Linked DNA regions of Sus scrofa: region 2 is linked to region 1. The links are chromatin contacts, called in public Hi-C maps. All regions are on one chromosome and are shown on one strand. Each heading gives the region's core, a stretch centred on a gene start, on an enhancer-like site or on the middle of the called end of the contact. The rest is flanking DNA. Distances are from core to core; before and after follow the strand shown.

Region 1 (2,633 bases), core at 37-2,536:
CAAAGCCTGTCCAAAATAGCCTAGCTCAGACAGTCCTTCCTATTCCTTATGGCCTGCTAGTGCAGGATATTGAAAACAGTCTTAATATGAGCTCTTCGCCATTTGGAACTTTGTTGTGAATTCTCCCTTGTGGATATATTAAAAGACAGTCATACTTTCTTAAGAGAACAAACAGTACTTTTAAGTGAGAATCAAATGAACGATGAGAAGCAAGGCAGGGATTCTCATTCCCTCTTCCCTGTCTAGGCTTTATTTTTGGTTGTTTCCAGCCTTATGGAAGAGCTCTCATGGGGCCTTTTGTGGTGAATTAATTGTATTTCTAGTGAACCTGCAAAAGGTTGGGGAAATGACTGTTGATCTTTACAAAGCCAAACACAAAACCCTCTTTCCGTTTCGGCCACAGAGCTGTGACAGAGAGCATCAATCAGCTTATCACTCTATGCACCCAGCAAGCTCCTGGCCAGAAGGAGTGCGATAACGCCCTGCGGGAGCTCGAGGTGGGTAACTGGAAGGACTGCTGCGGATTGAAGCGTTTGTGTCTATCTGTCCTTTCCTTCCAGGGTCATTTTCTTCTCCTCTGTTCCTGCCTTTTATTTTCCCTGGGAAACTGTTCCAGAGTTGGCCAAATTGGTCAAAGTTTCAGTCCAGGTGGGAAGGGATTGCAGTGAAACCAGATTTGCTAGGATCATCATCCCTGCTTCCCTGTTTCACTAAGATGAGAGTTATTTTGCTAAAGGATTCTTTATTTCAAACAGGGGGAGGCTTATGGTATTGAGTGTAGGCTGAAGAAAAGCAATTTCTCCCTAAAAAGTTTTGGAGTGATTATTCTGGGGCATCGGGGAGAAGCTGGGATAGATGTAGTTTTTGAGTAACTTGCCATACATTTTACTTTCTAATGTGTAGGGGCACATTATAGAAAACCCAGGGTGACACTTGTTACCCTGTCAAGCTGGCCAGTCAAGCTGGCCGTGAGCACCTTGTGGCCCAGAACACAGTGTGCGTGCTTATCACTTTATATTCATACTTAGGGTTTATTTTGAATGGAAAGTTAATTTAGGCTCATAGAATGCATGCAGATAAAAATAAACTCAGTGTGCCTGCTTGTACATAAAGCAGTCCTAACCAATTCAGGTAAGATTGAAACAGCCAAATGGTTATCTTAGAAGATATGGGTTAGTTGTACCCAAGGTACCTTTAGTTTTCTGAACAGGAATCCCCACCATGCCAGAGAGGACAGCGTGTGGAGGGAGGGTTGATTGCAGCTTCTGAAGGGTTTGCTCTAGGCCCAGTCTGCCCATGGCAATAGGCCAGCACCACAGCTGAAAATGACAAGAGGCTTGTTACCATGGGACTGAAGCATTCTGAAAACAAGGAGAATGTGTCCTACGTTGCGTGAGTTACTGCCCTATCCTGGTCTGTTCACATTTACAAATATCAATGATACGTGGGCTGGTGACCTAAATGATATCTGTTGGCCCCGATGCAAATCCTCTGTCCATTAACGGTACCCTGGGTTGCCAAAATTATGACTGTTTCGCTGTTGCAGTTACTAAGGCAATTTGGGTTGTCCAAAGAGTGGGAAGAGCTTCTTCAGTGAAATGAGCTCCTTCATGCAGCCCTCTTTCCCCCAGATCTTTGACTGGGTAACTCGGCATTTTCACCGTGACTTCCCCCCACCCTTAGTCCCTCATGTGGCCTTGTCTTTCTGTTGGCAGTGTCCCCCAGGCTACTAAGTCCTACTGTACATTCTCACTCAGTGGGAAGGAGGTTGGCTGGCTGGATCTCCAGACTTTCTTCCCCTGGAAAAGTCTGTCATAAGTGATAATCAAAGGTTATTGCAACATGAAAGCTAGCAGTGATTTTCGGCATACTGGAGATAAGGAAGCAAGCCCCCTGCCTGGTTCCTTGCTGGACATTTAAACAAGATTCAACATGTCGTATACTTTGTATTTTTTATTTATGTTTAAATTTATTTAACTTTTTTGTTTTTTAAGGTTACACCTGTGGCGTATGGAAGTTCCCAGGATAGGAGTCGAATTGGAGCTACAGCTGCTGGCCTACACCACAGCCACAGCCACGAGGGATCCAAGCCATGTTTGCGACCTATACCACAGTTCATGGCAACCCTGGATCCCTGACCCACTGAGTGAGACCAGGGATCAAACCCAAGTCCTCATGGATACTAGTCGATTTCATTTCTGCTGCACCACAATGGGAACTCCTAACATTTTGTATACTTTTTAAATTAAAAACAAATGGACCATCCCAGTGGGCAGTTTGGGGGAGTTACCTTCTTTCATGCCTACCCATTAAAAGTTTCCAAAATTTAAAACTGATGGCCCTGCTGATAATGAAGTAACAAATCAGTGGGTCCTTGAGGTTTAAATTTCTCTGGCAGAGAAATTGTGCTCATTGACCATGAATATATTTGCCTTCCATTAACTTTCAGATTTCTTTAAGAAAAAGAAAATCTCCCCCCCTTCTGTGGACACCATGCTTTTCCTTCAGATTTGAGAACAAGATTCTCCTCTTTGTCAAAGCTTGACCTGAGACACCCCCACCCCACTCAGGATGGTTGGCTTACAAGAAATCTGAAGTCGCAGACACTGTGATCTAAATTCCCCTCCCAAATC
Region 2 (2,633 bases), core at 79-2,578, 410 kb before region 1:
CCCTGGGAGCTCCTGCTCTCCCATTTTGGGGGCTTGAGAATAATTTTACTAAGCATTTATTGTGTGAAGGAGCTGTTGTAGAAAGAATTTGCACACATCTCCTTGTTTGTTTCTTTCAAGAGGTACTCTTGGCCCCAATTTACAGATGAGAATACTAAGGCACAGAGCAGTTAAGTAACTCTCCCAAAGTCACTCAGCAGAGCAGGAGTATAGCCCATACCTCCCACTCAGAACCTACCTTCTCACCCTCTGTAAGTCATTGGTTTGAGCTTGGTTATGCAACAGAACCCCCAGAAAGCTGGTTAAAAAATATACAAGCCTGGGTCCTGCCACCCAGAGAGTGTGATTCAGCAGGTGTGGAGAGCAGCCTGGGAGTATGTGTGTTTATCAAACACCCTGGATGATCCTGGAGCATTGCAGAGTTTGAGAAGCACCCCTCTAGGATACACTGTGGTGTTGGAGACTTGAGAACCTTGGTGCAAACTGGACCCAGCTGCAGAGTCTTCAACAGTGATGGGGCTTCAGGAGAATCACAAAACAGACGCTTTGGGAGTTTCCGTTGTAGCTCAGCAGGTTAAGAACCTGGCGTAGTCTCCATGAGGATGCAGGATTGATCCCTGGCCTTGCTCAGTGGGTTAAGGCTCCGGCATTGCCGCAAGCTATGATGTAGGTTGCATACACAGCAGGGCTCACACCGGCCTTGTTGTAGGCTGCAGCTGTGGTTTGACCCTTAGCCAAGGAATTTCCGTATTCCCTGGGGAGCAGCCCTAAAAAGAAAAACAAAACAAAACAAAAATAATGCACGCTTTGTTCTTTACTTTCATTGATAACTGAACTCTGAATACAACTGAGAGTAAAGGCATCTATAACCAAAAGGAAAATTGATCTTAACAGCCTCTTGAGCCAGAAAGGTAAACTGATCTTAATAGCCTCTTGAGCCAGAGGCGGGAGCAAGAAGGTCAACAGCTCAGCCATTTGGGAAGGAAGGCCTGCGCTTCATTCTCAGCTGGGGGTGGCCCAAAGCTCTGAGAGCCTCAAATCTTCTCACCATCAGGGGAGATGTGAGGCAAACCAGGGTGGGAGGGGCCAGGACCACGCACCCAGAGGGCCCTGGGAGGCCCTGCATATCGGCTGTGTCCTGAGCACAGGCTCCTCAGGAGGACCTGATGGGGCTTCTGAGACCAGCTCCCTTGGCTACAGACACGTCCGCTACTGCAGGACTGGAATTGTTTGGATACGGAAGACTTTTAGTTGCAGACCACTGTTCACGGGGTTCCATCTGATTCCTCGCCTTGATTGAGCAGCTAGAGGGAGAGGGAAAAGGAAGAACCAACATCTATTCCTGGGTTTCTATTTTGAGCAACTGGTGGATGATCATGCCATCAACTAACAGGGGATAAAGGAATTGCAGACTCTGTGGAGAAATCTGTTCTGTTTTGTGCTGTTAATGTTTGTAACTGCAGAAAATGACTACTGGCCAATATGTATGAAAGTGTTAACTAAAGAATAGAAGTTAAATCGAGATGATTTATTTATTAAGTTGACAAAGACATGAGATTGAAAATATCCAATATTGGCAGGGACATTGGTCATGAGAGCTCTCATGTGTCATTGATGTAGGTATAATTTGTAGTCATTTTTGTGGGTAATTTGGAAAGATTTATTAAAATGTTTAATGTGCTTTCTGTTTGACTCTGTCAATCCTCTGCAAATAATTTATTTAACAGCTTGCCAAAATAAAAGCTATGCACTGGAGCATTGTATTAGCAAGAACCCCCAGTTGTTCCACTTTCTAACAGTGTGATTTGGGGCAATTAGTCAACCTGCCTATGCATCAGTTTCCTCCCTTATAACATTGATAATAATAGTACCTTCATCACTAGCTTGTTAGGAGGATTTAATGAAATAATCAAAGGCAAGGATTGTAGCTCAGCAGGTTAAGGATCTAACATTTCTGTGAGGATGAGGGTTCTATCCCTGGCCTCACTCAGTGGGTTAAGGATCTGGCACTGCCACAAGGTGCAGCATAGGTCATAGAGGCAGCTCCAATCTGGTGTTGCTGTAGTTGTGGTGTAAGCCTAAGCAGCAACTCTGATTTGACTCCTGGCCCAAGAACTTCCTTATGCCATGTATACAGCCATAAAAAAAAAAAAGAAGAAGAATGTATACATGTATATGTGACTGGGTCACCTTGGTGTACAATAAAAAAAAAAATGGCAGAACACTGTAACCCAGCTATAATGGAAAAAATAAAAACCATTATGAAATAAAAAAATAATAAACAGCTCATCAAAGACCTATTTGTCATAAGCTTTTGAATCTATTGTTGGGACCACATAATAGGACTTTCTTTTTTTTTCTTTTCGCCTTTTCTAGGGCTGCACCCATGGCATATGGAGGTTCCCAGACTAATTGGAGCTGTAGCTGCCGGCCTACGCCAGAGCCACAGCAGTGCAGCATCCAAGCTGCATCTTTGACCTACACCACAGCTCACGGCAACACCAGATCCTTAACCCACTGAGCAAGGCCAGGGATCGAACCTGCAACCTCATGGTTCCTAGTCGGATTCGTTAACCACTGAGCCACAATGGAAACTCCTGTTTTGTTTTTGAAGTTGTGGAAAATCTCTGTAT

What was found. A called contact is a pair of places that touch in the nucleus more often than the background predicts.
Region 2: a Hi-C map of skeletal muscle shows a contact between it and region 1, with 2.2 times the contacts expected there. The contact joins two enhancer-like sites. A contact is called at or near these places in 6 of 47 Hi-C or Micro-C datasets (embryonic fibroblasts, fetal heart ventricle, fetal liver and 3 more).

The regions. Positions count from the first base shown.
Region 1 is chr1:109,307,699-109,310,331 of Sscrofa11.1, reverse strand. It overlaps TLN2 (talin-2), which reads left to right. Exons shown (of 59, transcript XM_021094283.1): 33 at 404-497. Among named protein-coding and RNA genes, the nearest start is that of MIR190A, 84 kb to the right of the region's middle. Within about 2 kb of position 1,286, at least 11 of the 83 cell types and tissues checked have an H3K27ac peak or open chromatin away from gene starts, as enhancers often do. A contact at or near this core is called in skeletal muscle, where this site is marked.
Region 2 is chr1:109,716,281-109,718,913 of Sscrofa11.1, reverse strand. No RefSeq gene overlaps it. Among named protein-coding and RNA genes, the nearest start is that of TLN2, 37 kb to the right of the region's middle. Within about 2 kb of position 1,328, at least 1 of the 83 cell types and tissues checked has an H3K27ac peak or open chromatin away from gene starts, as enhancers often do. A contact at or near this core is called in skeletal muscle, where this site is marked.